Regions from separate parts of the Mus musculus genome. Here region 1 is linked to region 2. A link is a contact called in public Hi-C data. All regions are on one chromosome and are shown on one strand. The core of a region is the stretch at or near the end of the contact, and the rest is flanking DNA. Distances in the headings are between cores, read along the strand shown. Region 1 holds the start of Phlda1 (pleckstrin homology like domain, family A, member 1). Region 2 overlaps Osbpl8 (oxysterol binding protein-like 8).

Region 1 (5,872 bases), core at 220-2,719, 280 kb before region 2:
TTTTTTTAAACTTTGCTTCGGGAGCGAAATCGGTCAACAAGCTTCCTACTCTTCCCAACAGCCATGCTGGCACGTTTCTAGGTGTCCCAGGTTGCCAGGACCTTACCTTGAGTGGCCCGGGTGCCGCCCTCTTCAGGCAGAGTTGGAGGTGCTGCGGAGAAGCCGGTGACCCTGCGGCTGCGAGTGAAGAGGCTGGTGCGCGTGCTGGAGTTGGTACGGGTGAGGGTGAGGGTGAGGGTGCGGGTGCGGGTGCGGGTGTGGGTGCTGGTGCGGGTGAGAGTAAGGATGAGGATGCGGATGCGGGTAGGAGTGGAGCTGTTGGGGTTGGGGTTGGGGCTGAGGTTGGGGCTGAGGTTGGGGCTGGGGTTGGGGTTGAGGCTGGATCTGCGGCTGGGGCTGGGGTTGGATCTGCGGCTGGGGCTGGGGTTGGATCTGCTGCGTCTGCGGAGGCTGCTGCTGGACCAGGTGCTGCTGCTTCTGCCTGGTAGACTTGACCGCCAGTATGGCCTGGCGATTTTTGTACTGCACCATCTGCAACGTGATCTCGGCGTTCCAGCCCTGGTCCTGGGGGCACCGAAAGTCGATCTCTTTGCCCTCCGTCATCACCACAGTGAAGTACATGTACTTGCCCTTGCGCTCCACGCAGTCTACAGTCTTCATATTGGAAAAGTGCAATTCCTTCAGCTTGACTGGTGGCTCAAGGCTGGCGACGGTGGGGCCACTAGGTTGGGACGGTTCGGCCGTCCCCTGCCCGGGCTGTTGCTGCTGCTGCTGCTGTTGTAGCTGCTTGGGCGGTATGAGCAGTAGCCCTTCCTCGGTGAGGATGCAGCACTTTTTCTTCCAGAGCTGCAGCAGCCCGTCGCTTCGCTTTTCCAGCACTCCTTCCTTCAGCGCCTTGCAGCCGCTGTTCTCCAGCATCCTTCCGGCATAAGGGGTGCTGCTGCTCCGCTCGGCCTTCAGGCTTCCAGACGCTCCGGCTGGGGGTAGCAGTAGCAGCCCTGCGCCGTCCTCGCCCCAGCGGCTTCCGCGGCCGCCCGCCCGGAGCGCGCAGAGAAGGCTGACTCGCAGGAGACAGAGCGGTGGCGGCGGCGGCGGTGGCTCGGGGTCCCGGCAGAGGGACAGGCGCGTCCTGACTCGCCACAAGATCCCGGAGCCGTGAGCGGGCTGCTCTCTGCCGTCCTCCGGCGAGCGCTCACTGAAGGGCACTGGCCGGGGCCCCTCGCGGCGCTTTTCAATGGGCCACCCTCCCCACCCCCGAGTGACACCCAGCGGAAAAGGCGGCTCCTGGCGCCCGCGCCGCGGGGGAAAACCCAGCTCCGAGAGGCGCTCGGCAGCCGGCGTACGCCTCATTAACTTGGGGCCTTCCCAGAGCCCGCCGCGGACACGCCCCCCGCCGCCGGCTCCGCCCCAGCCCCGCCGCCGGCTCCGCCCCCGCCCCGCCCCACCGCCCACGGCCGCCCGCGCCGCCTGGAAGCAGGTTCTGGAAACTCCTGGAGGCTCCACGCGGTCGCTGAGGTCGCCGCGGCTGCCGGGCGGCGACTGCCGACGCCCAGAGGGCGCCGAAAAACCATCCCCCCACGGACCGGCCCTTCCTTAGCAGGTGGGCTCTCCGCTGCGGGGGTGGGTAGCAGATCCAGGCAGGCCTGGGGAGCCACCCCTGGGGTCAACGCGGAGCCGACTCCAGACAAGGGCATAAAACTTAGGGGACGAAGTTCCATAGCGGGCATTACCCCCCCCCCCCCCATAGCTATGTAAACATCTCAGGGAACAAAACCCAAGAGTGCTTCGAGCTTTTTTGTTGTTGGTGTTGTTCAGCCATTAAATAAATAGTTGTTCCTGGGGGCAATTAGCTAAGGCAAAACAATAAAGCTACCAGTTTGTAGTGACAGGGAAATAAGGGTGGACTCACTCCAGGTATACATTCTTGACTTCCTTTCCTGCCACAGAACACAGGCAAAATAGCCAGACTCACCAAGCGGTTTTTGTTTTTGTGAGTGTATGTTTTGCTTGTGTGTGTGTAGTACGTATTGTATGAGAACGCAGGTCAGAAATCAGCAGATCCCTAGAACAGGTTCTGGGAATTGAACCTCTGCGAGGAGTGCCATCTCTCTAGGCCCTCGGGTTTCCTTCTAGATCAGACCTTGCAGTCCACAGCAGTAGCAGGGTAGGCAGATGTCCAGCATTGGGAGGTCATACACACAAGCCTTGGCGAATGTCCTACAAACACCTGTGGGAATCTGACTCTGGAAAGTCCTAGTCTCCGTCTTGCCTTTAAACCTTTCCTGATAAGGTAGACTATAAAGCACAGATCTAGTCTCCAGTTTGGGAAAATAACCTCTAAGCCTCCTCTCACCATAAGGAGATAGGACAAAACAGGCTGTTGGTCAGACAAGGGCTGCTGCCACACCGCCAGGAAGAATCAGGAATCCAATCGAAGAGAATGTCGAGGATGAACTATTCAAAGTCTTTCGTGTGTCGTGCTATGAAACTCGAACTTAATCTGAGAGCTAACAGAAATGTCTTCTCGAAAACAGAGTTCTTGGACCTTCACCCAAGGTTCTGATCAAATGGACCAGTTCAAAAAAAACAATTCTGAGTCTTACATTTGGACTCATTTTACAGCCTTTCGTTTTTGTTCCCCATTCCCCCCCCCCCCCAAAAAAACAAATGTAAAGATTTCTAATGTGATCATGCATAAGCATTATCTTTGTGTATACCAAGAATAGACTTGTAATTCTGATTACTAACCACCTTAATTTCTTTCCCCCACCTCTGTAGAACAGGTCAGCACTCCAGAGTTCCTATACTACCAGCTGTCTTTTTTCAGCAGAACAGCATTCTCTTGTTATCTGGAAAGTGCATTTATAGTATCCAGAGTCCCTAAAGCCAGGTAGAGGTTTGTAGCCAACACAGAGAGGCATAGTTGAGAAAGGTATCCCATTTGGAAAAGCACTGAACTGTGAACTGTAGCCCAGTTTACCAGGCACTATTTTTCCTAAAACAGTTGCAAATGCCCAGTCATCATAGATTTCCAACGTGTTCACTTCATTCTGACTAAAGACTTTAAAATTCCCTGATTCCCTCTGGCTGTTTCACAATTAGTATTTCTGTGGTAAGCTATGTGTACATTGACCACAATAAGTTCCATTATTGGAAATTTAAGTTTCAGAATTTTGTAGCCTGAAACTCTGCTCTGTTTATTTCAACTGCCACCTCACTTAACTGGCTAGAGAGACTTTTTCCTAAAGAAAACAAACAAACAAACAAAATCCTCAAAAGATAAATCGTCAGAAAATGCAGGAAACATTAAAAATGTTTTCCTTTACATAATTAATGGTTCATTCAACTTGTTTTTAAGGTGTTCTGTTTTCCACCTTCCTGGCATAGCCAAGTACTTATTGCCAAAGAGTGAAGCAGATTCCCCAAGCTAGATACTCAGTAGCTCTTATAAACGCCTGATACTCAGTAGCTCTTATAAACGCGCCTTTGACTTTAAGAACTGATCACGGAAAATGGGATATTTTACTTAAAAGGACCCTGAAAAGAAAACTCTAGTTACCATGTAACTAGGAATCAGTAAACATACAAAAGGTCTTCTGGGATGAACTGGTTTAGACACTAGAGCTCCAAGCCTTAGGACCCAATTTCATGAAAATGTCTACTCAGGACACACCCACTGAGGACTCTAAATACACCACCTACATGGCAAGCAGAGAACGAATGCATTCATCACCAGCACCCTGCACTCTGATGGACAAGGGGCCTAGACAGCTCAGAGGGCGGGAGGGAGGGAAGCAAGGTCGGGTGTGGGCAACAGACCAGCTCCGTGCACAAGCTGTGTTCTGCCGTAATCCCAGACCTCGCTTCCCAGTTTCCTGTGTCATCAAGGTTTTTTTTTTTTTTTAACTACTTCAACACATGGGTCATAAAGATTGCAAATGCGTTGAGAACACGTGCCTTTCACCATTCTTTCCTCTCAGTACCTAGCCAGCAAACCCTATCTGCACTTGGTGTATCTTTAAAACGTACTACAGCACGCACTAAACTTGACTCATATTATTCCCTAATTACCATATACATTGAATCCCATGGGGCTTGGAGTTTTTTAGCAATAGTGTTAGGTATTCCTATACCAGCATCCCAATGCCTGCAAGAGTAACAAGAGTGGACAAAATGGCTCAGATGTTACAGTTGCTGGTCTTAAAGGCTATGGCATACTTGCCACCCCACTATATGCACAAAAAAAGTTAAAAAGCTACTATACAATGAAATTATCAGGTATTTTATCAGTGTTTAAAACACAAATAGTCCCACCCACATTGATAAAACCCAAGATTTCCCAACTATTTCCTAGTTTTCTTGGGGGGAACCCTCAAAAATTAATTTCTAACTTCTAAAGTCTATTAATTTTTAATAGACTTCTCAGGGCTATAGCTTTTTGCAGTACAGGCTGATGAGCTGATGCCCCCTAGTGACCAGTTTATGTAGTGCACCTGAACGCCTCAAGAGGCGTTCAAAGGAGGTAAATCTTAAATCACCTAACAGCACCTACAGTGACTGAGGTTTGCTCTCTGGCAACACCCACCCTGCCAGCGTTCTGTTTCATGGAACAAACAGTGCCCATAGCACCTTTTCTTTCCCTTTTCTTATGCTGGCCATGGGACCTAGGGCCTTGTAAATACTCATCTCTAGCCCACCTGCCCAGCTCCAAGTACTAGAGAAGATTTTTAATTACCTTCTACCCGGACCCCCATGAGACTCTCAGCCCCTGCAAACTAGCCTTTAGTTTTCACTCCTTGCAGGCAACCCTTCAGAAGGGGTAGGCAGGTGAAAGTCGAAGTGCATCTGCACACGGCACAGAACACATCAGCATCTGGCATCTTCAAACTGGAGCTCTAGGCGGCTGCCTTGAATACTGGGCAGCACAGCATTCAACGGCCTCCAAGCAATGCTAACGCCACTGCCTTTCCCAAACCCTGCAACCTTTTGTCACCCAAAGCTTTAAAACTTCACCTTAGGCTGCAGCTAATCCCTTCCTAATTTTATTTCCTATCAAAGTTTGACCAGCACCAGGCATGCCTCGGTGTGCAGCTCCTGGGGGCAGGGAGACCTGGGAGTTTCCAACCTGCTCTACACAGTGAGGCCCAGGCCAGTCAGACCTACACAATGGGAATTTTCAAAAAAAAGTTAACAAACTGCACTTCACTAAACACCCAAGTAACTGCTTAAGCTTTCTTCAATCTAAATGGCAGCAATTATTACTGTCATTATAAATTCTTTCCCAATTCATACCAGATTCTACTCTGTGTTTTTTTATCCATTTGAACAACCAACCTCCGCATGATACTGAAAACATCAAGTACTAAGTCCAAAATCACACAGGACTGATACACACAGAATAGGCATCTCAGAAGATAGTGTCACAGGCCAGGAGACTATCGGTGTCAGGCTGACGATAGGACAGTGGAACTGACTTTATTTTCCTTCTGTCTTCTCAGGATACTACCAAAGAAATTACACAGAAACAGGCTAAGCTAAACTCACCTTAAAACTGAAAGTAGCAAACATGGAAAGCTTTCAATAGGGCCATGGCTTTTGTGCCATTACCCAGTCTAATAGTATTTATGTGTACTTATGCCCCCGTTACCTAGCAAGACTCTGGCCTTTGAAACCACGAAGTAAAAAATTTAGAACCACCTAAGATCTTCCAAAGTATGCTCACAAAGTAAACCAACCAAATTTAAATATACTTGTTTGATACCAACAAACAAACAAACAAACAAATCCAGTTACATCAGGTTCTAGATATATTAATGTCAGGTATTAAGTATTGACTATTGCTCACAAATGGGAGGTGGGCTCCAAAGCCCAA
Region 2 (6,482 bases), core at 3,882-6,381:
CTCCTGTCTCAGCTGCCAGCCCAGGCTCACTGTTCCAACAAAAAGGGAACACTTTTTGTGATACACACGACCACTACCACATTAAAATTATGAGTTTGGTCATCAGATGATCAATCACACAATGAACCTGAAAAAAACACTCAACAGGAGAATATATCACAGCCATATATTTAAAAGTCTGTACCTGAAGTGTTTTAAACCTAGAGCTCCTATACACCAATTAAAAAGACCGACAGCAACAGAAAACTCGAAGGAAGAACTGAGCAATACTGCAACAGAAAACCAAATATCCAATGAGTACATAGAAATATTCTTTCTACTTAAAATCAGAGAGGTAGAAATCAGGTTCACAGTGGGATATTTTACAGTCATCAGAACTAAAAAAAATAAATAAGCTTGAAAATATCAAATAAGATGGGTCATCAAAATCTCTCTGGGCACTGCTGGAGTAGAAACTGATACTAGCACCTGGAAAACAATTTGGACCTAGCACATACTTGATGAATGCAACACAAACTTGCTCTCATCCCTAGAAAAACTCTTATAGGTGCATACTAAGAAAAAAGAATAAAAACTATTTTGTGATGGTTTGTATATGCTCGGCCTAGGGAGTGGCACTATTAGAAGATGTGGCCCTGCTGGAGTAGGTGTGGCCTTGTTGGAGTAGGTCCATCACTGTAGATGTAGGCTTTAAGACCCTCATCCTAGCTACCTGGAAGTCTGTATTCTGCTAGCAGCCTTCAGATGAAGATGTAGAACTCTCAGCTCCTCCTGCACCATACCTGCCTGGATGCTGCCATGTTCCCACCTTGATGATAATGGACTGAACCTCTGAACCTGTAAGCCATCCCCAATTAAATGTTGCCCTTTGTAAGTGTTGTCTTGGTCATAGTGTCTGTTCACTGCAGTAAAGCCTAATTAAGACAGAAGTTGGTACCAGGGACTGGAGTATTGAGGTAATAGATCTGGCCATGCTTTTGTTTGGAAGGATGTGGATTTGGGGACTTTGGATTTGGAAAGCCCTGGAATGCTTTAAGTGCGGCTTAATGGGCCAACCTAATAGGAATATGGAAGACAGTGGTGCTAAGGGTCATTTGAACTAGTAGGCCTGCTGGCCCAAGAAGTTTCAGTGGGGAACTTTAATAAGTGGCCAAGAGACTGTTTTTGTGATGTTTTGTTGAAGAACATGGCTGCTTTTTGCCACTGTCTGAAGAGACTGCCTGAAGCTAAGGTAAAGAGATTTATATTAATTGCATTGACCCTAAGGAAGTCTCAAAAAAGCCCAAAAAACTTTGTTCTCTGGGTCAATCTGATGAAGAGCATTTTGAACAAGCACAGCAAACTGAGAAAGGAAAAATACAAAATATATAGTCTGAGTGCCTTATTTATAATAGCCAGAAGCTGGAAAGAACCCAGATGCCCCTCAACAGAGGAATGGATACAGAAAATGTGGTACATCTACACAATGGAGTACTACTCAGCTATTAAAAAGAATGAATTTATGAAATTCCTAGCCAAATGGATGGACCTGGAGGGCATCATCCTGAGTGAGGTAACACATTCACAAAGGAACTCACACAATATGTACTCACTGATAAGTGGATATTAGCCCCAAACCTAGGATTCCCAAGATATAAGGTACAATTTGCTAAACACATGAAACTCAAGAAGAATGAAGACTGAAGTGTGGACACTATGCCCCTCCTTAGAATTGGGAACAAAACACCCATGGAAGGAGTTACAGAGACAAAGTTTGGAGCTGAGATGAAAGGATGGACCATGTAGAGACTGCCATATCCAGGGATCCACCCCATAATCAGCATCCAAACGCTGACACCATTGCATACCCTAGCAAGATTTTATCGAAAGGACCCAGATGTAGCTGTCTCGTGAGACTATGCCGGGGCCTAGCAAACACAGAAGTGGATGCTCACAGTCAGCTAATGGATGGATCACAGGGCTCCCAATGGAGGAGCTAGAGAAAGTATCCAAGGAGCTAAAGGGACCTGCAACCCTATAGGTGGAACAACATTATGAACTAAGCAGTACCCCGGAGCTCTTGACTCTAGCTGCATATGTATCAAAAGATGGCCTAGTCGGCCATCACTGGAAAGAGAGGCCCATTGGACTTGCAAACTTTATATGCCCCAGTACAGGGGAACGCCAAGGCCAAAAAGGGGGAGTGGATGGGTAGGGGAGTCGGGGTGGGTGGGTATGGGGGACTTTTGGTATAGCATTGGAAATGTAAATGAGCTAAATACCTAATAAAAATGGAAAAAAAAAAAGAAGTAGAAACAAAAAAAAAAAAAAAGAGAGAGAACATCAGAAAGTGAAATGGAGCTGAATCCTGTGTTCCACAATATTTCATTGAATTAAGGGAGTAATGACCTTGGAGCAAGATTCCATCCAGCTAAATTTAGGTCCAGGCATGGTAGTATAAGCCTTTAATCCCAGAAGGCAAGGACAAGCAGATATCTGAATTCAAGGCCAGCCTAGAACAGAGCAAATTCTAGGTGAAGAAAAACTTAAATCCAGGCTTGGTGGACTATATACCTTTAGTCCCGGTCTTGAATGCATGAAGGCGTCATAAAGAACAAGCTGAGGCTCGGCACTGTGAGAGGCTAGGGAAGGCCATTGGTGAAGGTGCAGCCTCAGTTGCAGTTGACAGCCCAGGACTGAAGGGGTCATGCAAACGAGTTGAGACTTGGCACCATGAAGAGAGCCCATAAGAGGTTATTGGTCAAACCTCATTGCAGCAGAAGACCTCAATGTATTGGAGATGCTAATACCATGGGATGATCACCAAGAACAGCAGTGGCAGTGGAGTGGATCAACATGAGCTTAGAGTGCTACAGAGAACAGAGATGGAGAAGTGATGCCAGCCCTTTGGAGGAGCCTAAGATGTTTGAGATGCCAGAGTCATGGTCTATCTGCTAAGAAAAGCTGCTAACAGGGAGTGGTACCAGCCCAGGAGAAAGAAGTTTGTTGCAGTTAACAAAGATGAAACAGGAGCTGGATATCTGAAGACTGCTTTGACATCAGACATGGAGACGCAGAGTTTGGAGTTTTTAGCTGGTTTCCTGTCTTGCTTTGGACATTACAGTTAAATGACTGAATCTCAGAGAGACTGAACTTTGGACTTTTAACATTGTTGAGACTGCTATAGACCATGGGGACTTTGGAAGTTGGACTAAATGTATTTTTGCATTATGCTATGGTTAGGTATGGTCATCATAGATTCATATGTTTGGACAAGCCTATAAGGGCCAGGGGTGAAATGTGATGGTTTGTATATGCTCAGCCTATGGAGTAGCTCTATTAGAAGATGTGGCCCTGTTGGAGGAGGTCCGTCACTATGGGCATGGGCTTTAAGATACTCATCCTAGCTGCCTGGAAGCCAGTATTCTGCTAGCAGCCTTCAGATGAAGATGTAGAACTCTCAGCCCTTCTTGCACCATGTCTGCCTAGATGCTGCCATGTTCCCTGAACCTGTAAGCCAGCCCAATTAGATGTTGTTCTTGTAAGAGTTGCCTTGGTCATGGTGTCTATTTACAGCAGTAAAACCCTAACTAAGACAATGCTTTGCAGAAACCAAACAAAGTAAAACAAAAACAAAATTCAAAGAGCTTAAATACTCACCAATTAAAAAATAAAACAGAGGAGGTAAGAAGTACTAGAGAGATGGCTCAGTAGTTACAAGCACTAGCTCTCTTCAGAGGCCCCGGCTTTAGATTCCCATGCCCACATGGCAACTACAACCATCTACAACTTCAGCTCCAGGGGGTCCAGCACCCTCATCTGACTTCTGCTGGCACTAGGTACAGAGCATGCACACTCATAAACACAGCAACAATAATAATTCTAAAACGAAACAAACTAAATGTGTTATCCAAGGATGGTGTACATCATTAATCCCAGTACTCCAAGGGCAGAGGCAAGGAGATCTCTGTTAGTTCAGGAGCAGCCTACTCCTCACAGTAGGTTCTAGCCAAGCTGGTCCTACACAGTGACTCTGTCTCATAAAAATAAAATAATAAAGTGGGTTAATAAATTGTGACACAAGCATAAGCTACAATAGCATATGCCGTCTGCTTCTGGGTCAAACAGCATGCGTGAGTCACAGAAACAGAACATCAACTATGAAAAGCCAGTTCCCAACATATTACATACACTCCGGTACAGTGCTTAAAAACCAGTGTTGACAGGGCATGTGCTTAGCATGTGTGAGAGGGGGGTTCTGGATTTAAATTTTAGTATCAGAAAAAAAAATGTGTAAGAAATAAAAAGCAAGCCAAGCTCAACAGTAAAGGCACCTGCCACCCAGTGTGATGAGCCACATTCAGGACCCACATAGTGGGACAAGAAAACTGATATACACAAATCGTCCTCTGACCTCCAAATGCATACTGTGACCACATGGACGCTAACACACACACACATACACACACACCCTGAGATACATATGTAATTTTAAAAATTTAAAATTTAAAAACAAATCCTTACCCCTTCTCAAGCAAAAAAAAAAATCAAAAAATAAAAGATTAAAAAACCCACAACATAGTCATCATGTCTAGGGAGAGCCACAAGCTAGAGAAAAGGAAGCGATTACAGCATGTTTGTGCATTTCGTTAGTACACACAGGCATGTGTTTAAGTAACTCCACTACATACACAGGAAAACAGTTCTGCCCACCTTTCCGTCCCAGTGTTTACGTGCTTCTCCAAAGAAGAGCCCAAAGTGGAGAGACCTCATGTGCTCCTGCCGGTCTGGCATTACAGGCCTGTGTCTCCATGCCCAGCTCTCAAGCAACCTCTTTTTCAGACTGCTTTACAGTAAGACAGAGAGCCCATCTTCCTGTGTGTTTTGTCTCAACTAGTTCATAAACATTTCTCTTCATAACACAAATTAGTAGTGCCCTACAGGAAGTCTATAACAGTGCAATATCTGAACAGAGCTTAAAAAGTACAATGACTTTGTTGTTGTGTGTTTACACTGGCACAACTGATAACTATTTGCTAAATAAGTGAAAAGCTATTTGGCAAAGGAATCATTGTGGCAGCACAGCTTCTTAACAAGTGACTCACCTGCCAATGGTGACACTACAGTGCCCCCTGCTGGCTCCACTTATAGTGCATGCAGCTGCTGGGCAGCTTCTCCCACTGAACAGCAAGCACACTGGCATAACATAACAGTTGCTAACAGTTACTGTGCCAGGTAACCGATCACCCTCCCTACACCCTCAGCAACTCGTCAAACTTTAAAGGCGTTTGCAACTTCTGGCATTTCTCTTCTGCTGCATGGAAGCTAACATAAGATACCTAGGTAATCTGCAAGTCCGCCTGACTGCCCTGAAGATTTGAGCCTTTCTTATATAAAATTAAGGTACTAGTAAGATTTAGTGATATCTGTAAGGCGTTTTAAGATTTAAAAATATTCTTGGAATAATAAAAAATGTGTACAAAGAGATTTATGTTCTTCTACTTTTGTTTTCCACTACCTGGTAATATTGCGTGTAATATGTATCATATTGTAAGAACGAACTGCTGTGAGTTAAAAGAAATAGTGTATTACTTTAAATTAGCTTTCTATAAAAAATTAAATATTCTTTCTAATTTATTTGAGAGAAAAAACTAACACAGACCAAAGATATATATACACAGATATACATATATATTAATTATAGAAATTATGGCTTTGTTACGTGACCATGTAACCACATTCATGTCACCATTTGCCCTCTCTTTAGAACAGCACCTGAAACCTCATTATGAAGAACTTTTGCCATTATCTTGCTCATTCCCTTTCTTTGAATCCCCCCCAAATGAGGCCCAGAGCACAGAGATGGCTTGCAACAGTGAGGTGACTACTAAATATAAATACAAACTTTGAAATTAGTTTCAAATGTGTCTGTCATTCAATAAAAATCAAAACCTCTGTTCAATTTATGATGGAATAAAATTGTAATTACTCTGTTAGGCTTTGCTCTCAGTGCTTAGCATAGTACTAGCAGTCCTCAGTGGACCGTGCTTCTGCAGAGCCGAGCTTCAGGCTTACCCTGGAGGATCAGGGTTTAATGAACTGATCTCGGAAGCACTGTTCAGTTCAGTGCTGCTATGATTTCTAATGTCAGCTGCTCCCGTCACTGTCTAAATGGACTAAAACCATCTGAGGTGGCATGTTTTATTTGCTGTGCTTATTCAAAAGCCACCACAATGTCCATCCCTATCCAGAAAACAACAACAAAACCAGCAAAATCTGTTACAGTAAATTGAATATAATTTATCTTAAAGGGTTTCTAGATCTCTAAAATAAAACATGCTTTCATAAAAAGCTCCAAAATACAAACAAAAATGACAATCCAATTACTCTATTAAAATTCTATAAATGAAAACACTTTCTCAGTTTCAAAAGGCAGTAAATAGGTCCCTTTTTTTAAGAAGGAGGTCTTACTAAATATTGAATTAGCTTCTAACTTAGTGGTT

The links. Hi-C and Micro-C count contacts between places; a contact is called where the count stands out from the background.
Region 1: a contact with region 2 is called in a Hi-C map of CD8 T cells, with 2.8 times the contacts expected there. The contact joins the promoter of Phlda1 here to the enhancer-like site in region 2. A contact is called at or near these places in 21 of 39 promoter capture datasets (the 3T3-L1 cell line, 3T3-L1-derived adipocytes, the C10 cell line and 14 more), 5 of 15 datasets of contacts at CTCF or cohesin (CD8 T cells, the G1E-ER4 cell line, the NIH/3T3 cell line and 1 more), 59 of 484 Hi-C or Micro-C datasets (the AML12 cell line, the C2C12 cell line, CD8 T cells and 30 more), 15 of 115 datasets of contacts at active chromatin or transcription factors (CD8 T cells, the NIH/3T3 cell line, embryonic basal ganglia and 8 more) and 3 of 9 other capture datasets (embryonic stem cells, liver and pancreatic islet).

What each region holds. Positions count from the first base shown.
Region 1 is chr10:111,501,883-111,507,754 of GRCm38.p6, reverse strand. It overlaps Phlda1 (pleckstrin homology like domain, family A, member 1), which reads right to left and starts at 1,469. Exons shown (of 2, transcript NM_009344.3): 1 at 107-1,469. The coding sequence starts at 1,350. The coding sequence ends at 133.
Region 2 is chr10:111,225,315-111,231,796 of GRCm38.p6, reverse strand. All of the region lies in intron 3 of Osbpl8 (oxysterol binding protein-like 8), which reads right to left. Among named protein-coding and RNA genes, the nearest start is that of Gm51266, 43 kb to the right of the region's middle. Within about 2 kb of position 5,131, at least 33 of the 459 cell types and tissues checked have an H3K27ac peak or open chromatin away from gene starts, as enhancers often do. A contact at or near this core is called in CD8 T cells, the NIH/3T3 cell line, granulosa cells and 1 more, where this site is marked.